2 separate regions of the Ovis aries genome follow, and region 2 is linked to region 1. A link is a contact called in public Hi-C data. All regions are on one chromosome and are shown on one strand. The core of a region is the stretch at or near the end of the contact, and the rest is flanking DNA. Distances in the headings are between cores, read along the strand shown. Region 1 overlaps RPA2 (replication protein A2). Region 2 overlaps PPP1R8 (protein phosphatase 1 regulatory subunit 8).

Region 1 (5,097 bases), core at 1,211-3,710:
TCATCAGCTCCCTGAGTTCACTCAAACTCATGCCCGTTGAATTCCATCCAGCCATCTCATCCTCTGTCGTCCCCTTCTCCTGCCCTCAATCTTTCCCAGCATTAGGGTCTTTTCCAGTGAGTCAACTCTTCATATCAGGTGACCAAAGTATTGGAGTTTCAGCTTCAGCATCAGTTCTTCCAATGAATACCCAGGACTGATCTTTAGGATGGACTGGTTGGATCTCCTTGCAGTCCAAGGGATTCTCAAGAGTTCTCTAACACCACAGTTCAAAAGCATCAATTCTTCGGCGCTCAGCTTTCTTCACAGTCCAACTCTCACATCCATACGTGATCACTGGAAAAACCATAGCCTTGACTAGATGGACCTTTGTTGGCAAAGTAATGTCTCTGCTTTTTAATATGCTATCTAGGTTGGTCATAACTTTCCTTCCAAGGAGTAAGCGTTTTTAATTTCATGGCTGCAATCACCATCTCCAGTGATTTGGGAGCCCCAAAAAATAAAGTCTGACACTGTTTCTACTGTTTCCCCATCTGTTTCCCATGAAGTGATGGGACCAGATGCTATGATCTTATTAGTTTTCTGAATGTTGAGCTTTAAGCCAACTTTTTCACTCTCCTCTTTCACTTTTATCAAGAGGCTTTTTAGTTCCTCTTCACTTTCTGCCATAGGGTATCATCTGCATATTTGAGGTTATTGATATTTCTTCCTGAAGGCCTTAAAACCATTTCTGGAAGACCTTTTCTTTCCTTCCTGCAACTTTATTTCCCAGAGGGAAATTGGAGGGCCCATGGATGGATGAGGAGCTTTTTTTTTTTAATAGCTATTTCTACTAGGAAACATTAAGTGCAAGCTAAATGACAGCTTTAGATCCTAGTTTCAGATGCTTGTTTAGACTGGTATTTAAGTGAGGTCCTACTTTCTTTGCTTTATACAATCTGGGAGAGGGATCCAGGGCAGCCCTAAAACCATTGTCTCCATGGATTAACTCAGTTTGCAATTTAACTGATGTTTCTCCCTGCAAGAGCCTTCTATGAGCAAAATGGCTATGAATTGGTGACTCAGTGGTAAAGAATCCGCCTGCCAAAGCAGGAGACATACGTTTGATCCCTGGATCAGGAACGTCCCCTGGAGAAGGGCATGGCAACCCACTCCGGTATTCTTGCCTGGGAAATCCCATGAACAGAGGAGCCTGGTGGGCTACAGTCCATAGGGTCACAAAAGAGTCAGACACGACCTAGTGACTAAAACAACAAGAAGATAGAAAGTTGGGAAATGAGGGAAGTTTACATTTTCAGCCGTATCTAAAAGGCAGCTTCCTGTCTTCTGCATTTGGGTGTGTTTTTTCTTTCTAGGCTAGCTGTGGATTTTCTAAGCAACGAGGGACACATCTATTCCACCGTGGATGATGATCATTTTAAATCCACAGACGCAGAATAACTGGATATAATTGGGTACCCAAGATATTTTCCAGTTGGACCTTTTTTTGCAGCCTCTTGTCTCCAGCTGTGCATATAATTGGCGAGTTGACTTCTAGGAAGTAGATTTCATCTATAAAAGATCTCAACTGACATCCTTTTGAAACTTACTACTCTTCTGTGTTTTTGATGGACTTCCCTGGTGCCTCAGATGGTAAAGCATCTGCCTACAATGTGGGAGACCCAGGTTTGATCCCTGGGTCAGGAAGATCCCCTGGAGAAGGAAACGGTAACCCACTCCAGTATTCATGCCTGGAAAATACCATGGACCGAGGAGCCTGGTGGGCCACAATCCATGGGGTTGCAAAGAGTCGGACACGACTGAGCGACTTCTGTGTTTTTGAAGCTCAAAGGGATATGGGCCACTGAAAAAGATATAAAAGGAGCAGAATTTCTTAAAGAAGTAACAGATTAGTTAGTTACAACATCAAGATAAATGGAATTGAAAGAGAGATGCTACCAAGAGAGTTGGGCAGTACTGCTTAAATAATGCTCAAGAGTTTCTATTCTTAAATTGTTTCCTCTTAAGAGAAGATGAGCAGCACTGGGCCCACTCACCTCTGCCTTTTTTTGTTCCCCACGTTGGTTATGTGGTGTTACTTTCAGAATCACACTTTTTTTACCTTGCCATAATAGCTGCCAAAAGTGTGTTTTTATAAACATGGGGTTCTAGAGTGCTGGCTTCCTGGGGCAGAGGAAAGAAAGAAATGGGTGTTGTACAAAATAAGTACGTTCATATGTTTAATAAAATAGTTCTATTATTGAAGTAACTTGTAAAAATGTTATTTCTTTATGCTGCAATAATTAATACTTTATCATCTCAACTTAATTCTTAGATAAGTTAATGAGGTGTAACATGCAAATAGAAGTTCTGTAGCTGCTTTAAGTGTGTTTCTAAATGAGACCTACCAGCAGCTGTGTGGAGAAGGCCCCACCCCGCTGTGGTTTCTGACAGCGAACAACAATGTGGTTGCTCTCTGTCCTCGCAGGATACTTCCCACCTGGGGAGCTGTGCAGATGCTTACAAGCCAGTCAGCCAGTGTGCTTATTTGCAAGTGTGTCCATTCTTGTTTCCTAAAAGAACAGTGGCTAAAAACAGGTTTAAAAAAATGTATTCATTTGAATATGGAATGCATGATAGAATACTTTCATGGGTGGTAGACTTCTCTTTCTAGTTACCATGCTGACGTCCTCAAATGGGCAAGGGGACAAGAGCAGCGGTTCAGGTTTTTTTTTCTTCTTTTGATTTTGAATTTGACTTAGCAATCAAAAACTGCTTGCCCATTAACCCAGCGAGTGTTTATTCAATACCTACTGTGTCGGCCCATTTGCCAACTTCAGGGGTATAAAGCAAGAGACTGGTGTCCCAGGAGTTGCCGACTCCACATTCCCAACAACAGAGTAGCTGCCCAGTGATAGAGTTCCCTGCCATCTTGGCATTGACGTGATCTTACAGGAGTTCTGTGGTTCCCGAGCACTGCAGAGGCCCTTGGGACTGAGCAGAGGAGGCCACTCCTCAGCAGAATGAAACCCCAGCCTCTGAGGAGCTTCTGCCTGCTCAGGCCGGGGAAACGTACACTTTTGGATGTTTGTGGTCACCTGGGCTGTCGGGTATGCAGTGTTCTCTTGGCACACTGTTGAGACAGCAGAACAGCACTGTGACCAAGCTCTCAGAAATACCCAATGTCACGGCCAAGCCAGGAGTCCAGCCTCCTCTCAGGAAGGTCTTTCTAGGTGTACAGGTGGGAAATGTTGAGAAATTAAAAACTCTTGATACATTTTTGAGCATGCACCTCCAAGTTACATTCCTTTATTTAACAGTTATTTATATCTGTTACTATGTTAGTTTGTTATGTATATTATAAAACATTCAAAAATTTAAAATGAAAAAGGATATTAAAAATAAATATGAAGGGTTACTAATACAGAACATCACAGTTTGAACTGTGTGGATCCACTTATACTCAGATTTTTTTCAGTAAGTACATACTACACAATCCACAGTTGGTTGAATCTGCATGTACAGAGGGCCAGCTGTAAAGTTATCTGAGGATTTTTTGACTGGGGGTGGTGAGCACACTAACCCCCTTGTTCCAGGGTCAGCTGTAATTCTCTTGTTTCCCAGTCAGTCATCATGTGCGCTCACTTTGGAGATCAGCTGGGGGGTGGGGGGACTCTAACCTCATTATAATACCCTCCCCCTGCCCCGTCGTTTATCATGGAGGGAAGACGCAAGCACCCTGAGGGTGGTGTCTGCCTTTGGTCTGTTCCCTGCCTGCCCCCGTTGCTCTGGTAAGACATTCAGTGTGGTTTTCAAGCATGTTTTCCTTGTAAGCCCAGCTTTTCCTGCTGGGAAATCACTGCCTTTCTCCTCGTGGTAGCATTTGCACTCAGAAATCCCCTTTTGTGGAAACTGGTGGTCCTCTCCTCTGCCTCCCTTTTGTGACCTTACTCAGTTTGGTGCCAAAATCCAGTGCGGACATGAAGGTGAAAACTGTTGCCATTTTGCATGTGGTCCTGACGCCTAGGGGTTCTGTACCCAGGAGCAACTATTTTTTGCTTACTGCTTTTCCCAGAGTGCTCTCTTCCTCGGGGTCCGCTGTGTAGTAGAGACCGTGTCTGCGGAGGAGGGCATGGGAACTGGCATGAAGACAAGGATGAATGCCAGGTACTGGATGGAGACTGGCCCAGCAGCGATAGTCACCATGCAGTGGTCACCTGGAGAGCTCCGTGCTGGGGTGTGGCATGGGTCCAGAGCACTGGAGGGATGGTAGCAGGCAAAGGAAGGACACTCAGGTGTAATACCTAGAATCCAGGAGTGGAAACTGGACCCTTGATTCAGCTCCCACCTCAGCTGGAGACTCCTACCATCTATTTGTCTATCCTGTCCTCTGCTGACAATCCTGCCATTGTCTACCTCAGAGAGTTGAGAGTTTAGATACGGCTTGTAAAGAGTCTGGCACACAGATGCAACTTAATAAGTGATCATGATTATCATTCTTCTAGAAGCTCAGATGTAATTTTTATTTTCTGGTTTTATAAAATAATATTGGATAGTCACCTCTACCTGTTCGTGTGCTGGGTGCTGTAGAGATGAGGAAGACAGTCCTGGTCCCTCAGAGGCTCAGAGCCGGGGATGGGGAGGGGGAGACGAGAGTGGATCAGGGGTGGTACATGTTTTAAAAAAACTCCCACTGCAGCGTGTGGTCAGGATTGAGTCCCCAGAGGCAGGAGGCACTGTGCTGCCAGCATCAAGGTGGGCAGTCTCTTGGATTCATTCCTGCACTAACTAGTGGGGCGGCTGGTATTGCGGATGCAGGATTGAGTAGAACTCCGTCGGCTACTTGATACCAAAGCTCTGAGGCTGAGAGAGCCGAATGCAAGATGCTGGGCCCAGAGAAGCCAGCTCTGGGTGGCAGGAACCTGGAACTGAGGGGAGCTGGTGCAGGTTTCCGGTCAGTCCCCAGACGGCCATTCCTTGTCCACAGTCTGATTTCTGAGAGGTCTTGTCCAAGGTCCTCTAAAAGCCTGTAACTGTCAGCTGGTATCTCAGATTCCCTGAGAAGCAGCAGTTAGGACGTAAGCTTCCTCCAGCGCCTAGAGGGTTTTCGAAAACTGC
Region 2 (5,097 bases), core at 853-3,352, 56 kb after region 1:
TCTAAGATGATTGCATATCAAGATGCTTACTATAATTACATCTGCAAAAGCTCTTATTCCAAATAAGGTCACATTCTGAGTTCCAAGTGGACGTACCTTTTGGGGTCACGAGTCAACCCACTATAGGGATGGCTGGTCCTTTTAGCGGTTTGGGTGCAATGTTCTGAAAATATCAATTAAGTCTAACCGTTCTATTGTCTCATTTAGGATCTCTGTCACCTTATTGACTTTCTGTCCAGAAGGTCTGTCCATTGATGTGAGGTGTGAAGTATCCTACTCTCACTGTTTTCCCATCAGTTTCAACCTTTATGTCTTAGTATTTGTTTTAGATATTTGGGTGCTTCCGTATTAGGTGCCTGCATGTTGATGAGTATAAAATCCTTTTCTCGTATTGATCCTTTTACCATTATACACCGTCCGTCCTTATCTTTCCTTAACAGCCTTTGCTTCAAAGTCTGTTTTCTCTGACTTGAGTATTGCAACTTCAGCTTTCATTTGTTTGCATGAAATATCCTTTTCCATCCCCTCAGTTTTGATCTGTGTGGGTCCTTTGCCCTAAGGTGGGTCTCCTGTAGGTAGCATATTCCTAGGCTCTTGTTTTTTCATCCTGTCTGCCACTCTGTTCTTTGACTGGAGCATTCAGTCCATTGACATTTAAGGTAATTATTCCTTTTTGTAGTTTGGATAACGTTCACATTTTTTCTATGTTCAGACATGATTGTCTTGACTCATCATGGTCACAGAGCGGTCTTGTCTGGACACTGATGTTCTGTGAAACTTTATGTGCAGGAGGAAAATATCAAGGCCCAGCTGTGGGAGCCAGGCCAGCCACTGGAGGCCAGGGCCTGCTGTCCTCTTGTTCAACTTGAAGGCAATGAGGGAGGGAGCCATCTGGGGGAAGCGTTCCAGCCACAAGGGCAGGATGGGAGTGTGCCTTTAAGGGCCAGCCAGTCCCTGGGGTGGCTGTGGCCAAGGGAGCAAGGGGGAGAGAGGCAGCGGGACAGAGAGGCAATGGGAGGGGCTGCAGAGCAATGTACACAGTGGCTCTTAACACTGCAGGAAATAAGGGGCCTCGGGAATGCTCTGAGCAGAGCAGTGAACACCAGGACTGGAGTCATCAGCAGGCATGGTTTTGATAAGAATGTTAGGACAAAAGCCTGACTGAAGTGGATTTGCGTGCGAGTGGGAGGGTGAAGACACAAGACGAGACAATTCTTTCCAGAAGTTGTACTGAAAAGTGGAGCAGAGAAACAGGAAGTCGCTGGTGAGAAAGTGGAATCAAGAAGGTTTTTCGCTTTGTTTCTCTTTGAAAGCAGTGACGGTGCATTTGAACGCTGCTGGGGAAAGTCTGGAGGAGAAACCGTCTTGCCGGTGTCAGCTGGAGAGGGCATAACCGGAGGGGAGGGAAGACAGGCTCCAGGTGCAGGTGGTGGCCTGGCTGTGGAGGAAGACCATGGTAATGAGGAGAGGGGCGGGCTGCAGGGCTGAGGCAGGCCGGCTGGCTGGGAGACTTCAGCAGAGGCTCTCTGTGGAAAGCCTCCCTCCACATCTCAGCTGCACTTCCTGTCAGTAACCTTGCCCCCAGGTCACGAGTGTAGTAATAGTGTCTGCAGGGGCCCCTTTAGACACCCTGCCTGGCCCAGGTGTAGAGACTGCACTTGAAGCTCCACAGACCCCAAAAGGGACCAGAGATGGAGACAGAAGGGTAGGAAACTGAGAAAGAGAAAAACCAGAAAGGGATCAAAATTCAACCGTCTCCCACAGACCCCAGGCACAGGCAGGGCCCGCAACCTGAGTCAGAAGCTACCTTGTGCTGTTCACAGCCCTAAGCATCAGGGCCAGGTTTGAATTGCTGAGAAATTCACTTGTCAAGCTGAGCACTCTCTGTGAGCCTCAAGTTCCCAGCTATAAAGGGGAGAACACCACCAACCTCCTCTTGGGTCTTCTGGGAGAATTTAGGGGTTATAAAACACATAAAAGTACCATCGGGGTGCCTGACAAGGAGCCAGATTTGTTTTCCTTCTCCCCTCTCATCTCCCGCCCCGGGGGACCATCCTACATCTTCACACCAGTTCCTACAGCAGCTCCGAGAATGGGAGCAGGGCCCCGCCTGCTGGCTGACTCTGGAACTGCTCCTCTGCCCCCGTCCAGAGGTAGACTACATGCACATCCAGTTCTTCCAGCAATCTCATTCCATGGCAGCAGATACCATGCAAATTCGGTAGGTGAGCACTCAGGCCTTCTTACCACCTCCACAATCACGGGGCAGGGGCTTTAATACACCCTGACCCCCTTTATTCCTGCAGCTGCCCCTGCCTGGAGTGCCCCCACCTCCATCTGGAAATGTCAGAGGTCCGGGGCTTTCCACGACACTCACCTCTTAGCGCCCCTTCACTCTCACAGAGAGAACTCCTGGGGAACTTTCCCCCATTCTCTCAACATTTGGACTTAACCTCTAGATTGGCTAAACCGTGTGGAGAGAACCGAAACACCTGTCTCCCCTGCTTTGAGACTCACCCGAGGGCAGGAACTGCCTCATTCATCTGTTATTTTCTGACACCAGAATCCCATCAATCACTGCCCTGCCTGAAACCTCCCCACCCTGGGTGGGGAGGGTACGTGTCTGTGTGATGTGTATGTCTCTAGATTTTCCCCATATTTATGTCTTCACACATATGTCCTTCACTGGCTTCCTTATACCTTCAAATTCCCCAGCAAAGCTCACAGCATAGGACCTGGCCTCTGTCTTCTGATTCCTCCCTTCTGCCGAGTAGTCATCCCCTCATCCATCTTCCATGCGTCTCTCACTGGTTCCTCTCCCTGGAGAACTACAGCTCACACTCCTCCATGCAGCAAATCCCGACTTGATCATCAATGCTCAGCGCAAATGTCATCTCCCTAGAGGCCTCCCTGACACCCCAGTCTCGCTCATCTCTGCTGTCCTCATCCCGTCTATCCCTCAGTTGAAGCCTTCAGCATCTGAGCAGCAGCACCGTAAGTGTGCCTGTTTCCCTCTAGAAGGCAGGCCTCTAGCGGGCAGGGGTAGTGCCCTTCCGTACGCCCAACTCACACGTGTTCAATCCATGTTAGCTGAAGTCCCCACTGCCATCGTTCGCTCACAAGCAAAATGAGGGATCCAGCCAGGATCTCACAAACCCTTCTGACTCTAAAAATTCTGAGTTGATAACGACAAGCATATTTTAGGCAAGCAGTTACCAAACAGTTGCTCTTGAGCTGTGATCAACCTGTTGTTTTCTGCCAAAAGGTCCTTCTCCATGGGGTTCACCACCCTCTCCCATCCTGGGGAGGTAAACAGGAGTCATCTCCTCCCTTCTCAGCAGAGGGCCCATTAGGGGCATAGGACACTGGGGAACCAACAGTCGCTTCTCATCTCTGCATCCCTCCCCAGCGCTACGCTCACTGGAGCAATGGAGACCATCTGCCAATCCTGGTGAACAGGAGGGGTTTACCTCCCCAGTCATTGGCTACAGCTGTGTTAGGGGCAAGAGTCAGCTAAGCCCCTTTCTGCAGTATTCCCCTTAGAGGGGCACTAAAACAGGGTTGGAATAAATCAGAAATCTGGGTGCCAGGGATGCCAGGTTTCCATACCATGCCTCTATTTGCTGTGTAAGCACCAAATTCAGCCATTCCAGCTTCCACCAAAGTCAAACGGACCTTTGAAAAGAGCGAGCTTTGCAGGCTTGGATATTCCCTAGTGAGCCTTCTTTGAGACACAAATTGAAGTTTTACTCTGCAACTCAAATTCCGAAACCAAATAACACATGGCATAATCTCTTACCAGAAGGATTTTATTACCTAAAATACATCTAAATCCTTTATTATACTTTCTAGTAAGTTGTCCAGTTTGGGAAAAACTTTTCTTTCAATTTCCAAACATCTAGCTCCAATCTACAGAGCCCGATGGCAAGCCAACTACGGCTCGTACACTCCTCCCCTTACCTCATCCCGGAGGCCGTGTTAACCTGTGCTCAGGCTCTGGAGTCAGAATCCAGTTCCAATCCTGACTTCACTACATGAAAATCATAAGGAAGTTTATCTCTGAGCCTGTTTCATCTGTAAAATAGGGATAAAAACAGTATTCCTTAGGGCTATTAAAATTAAATAAATGCTGCAGATGGTTGCTTGACAGTAGGCAGGTACTCAATGAATGATTTTGAACCAGCACTAATAGTAACCTTTGCTATGATGACAGGAAGGTGTCCTCATAAGATGAGGACAGTCATCGTTACAGAAGCCAGCAGAGAAGTTAAACTTCTGTCTAGCTGTGATTTTATAGATCTCTGTTCCTTTTACCAGGCTGCTCCTGCTGTGAGTCCACACTCTCGACCTAAGGGATTTGGAGCCTCGTTGGCATTTTAGCCACAGTCACGTGCGTTGTCTCACCATGCACAAAGCGCGCTTCCTGCACAGTGTCCTAGCATGCAAGACACATCCACCCAGCTCAAACTCCAGCTGAGATCCCCTCTAAATGTCCTCAACTTTGCTTGCTCTCACTCCTGTGCTTCCTGAGCTGTAGCTCAAATGCACGCAGCTGCAGCCAGACAGTGGTGGTTACACTGGGACAAGGGCACCCGTCTCTCTGTCTTAACCCACTTTGCTCAGTGAGGCTTCATCAGGGGACTGGAATCTCTAATTAGAATTTCCAGTTCGTCAGGGGGCATCTTTATTTGTGGTAATAAAATGGGAACACAGCGTCACCTCCCAAGCCTGACAGCTGTACCTCTGACAAATATTCCCTCGTGGCAGTGGAAGTAGGTGATGGCAACTGAATCACAAACTGCACCCAAATGACAAAAGTTACATTTAATTTACAATGTAATAAAGGTTACAGGTAAAAAGCTACACATAAAGCGTGAAAAGGCCTATTACACAAATGTACAAATCTCTGTACAAAGCTCTTATCAATGTGTCCTACCTTCGTCTCCTATGTTTGTTAGCCAGGTCTTCTAGTCTTGGAGCTCTGGGTCGAGTGGGGGAAAGAGCCTCCGAACCATCATCTAAAAATGTCCTCTTAGAGACATCCGTTACTTCAAAGTAAAAATCTTTTCCTTTTTAATCAGAATTGCTCTAACTGGT

Evidence for each region. A called contact is a pair of places that touch in the nucleus more often than the background predicts.
Region 2: a contact with region 1 is called in a Hi-C map of blood, with 5 times the contacts expected there. The contact joins two enhancer-like sites. A contact is called at or near these places in 7 of 16 Hi-C or Micro-C datasets (blood, liver, omental adipose tissue and 1 more).

Annotation. Positions count from the first base shown.
Region 1 is chr2:239,201,286-239,206,382 of ARS-UI_Ramb_v3.0, forward strand. RPA2 (replication protein A2) reads left to right here. Exons shown (of 9, transcript XM_012150913.4): 9 at 1,356-2,244. The coding sequence ends at 1,440. It overlaps THEMIS2 (thymocyte selection associated family member 2), which reads right to left. Exons shown (of 5, transcript XM_027965429.3): 5 at 3,257-5,097. The coding sequence ends at 5,076. Among named protein-coding and RNA genes, the nearest start is that of THEMIS2, 16 kb to the right of the region's middle. Within about 2 kb of position 2,461, at least 4 of the 54 cell types and tissues checked have an H3K27ac peak or open chromatin away from gene starts, as enhancers often do.
Region 2 is chr2:239,257,474-239,262,570 of ARS-UI_Ramb_v3.0, forward strand. PPP1R8 (protein phosphatase 1 regulatory subunit 8) reads right to left here. Exons shown (of 7, transcript XM_004005074.5): 7 at 4,810-5,097. Among named protein-coding and RNA genes, the nearest start is that of PPP1R8, 20 kb to the right of the region's middle. Within about 2 kb of position 2,103, at least 19 of the 54 cell types and tissues checked have an H3K27ac peak or open chromatin away from gene starts, as enhancers often do.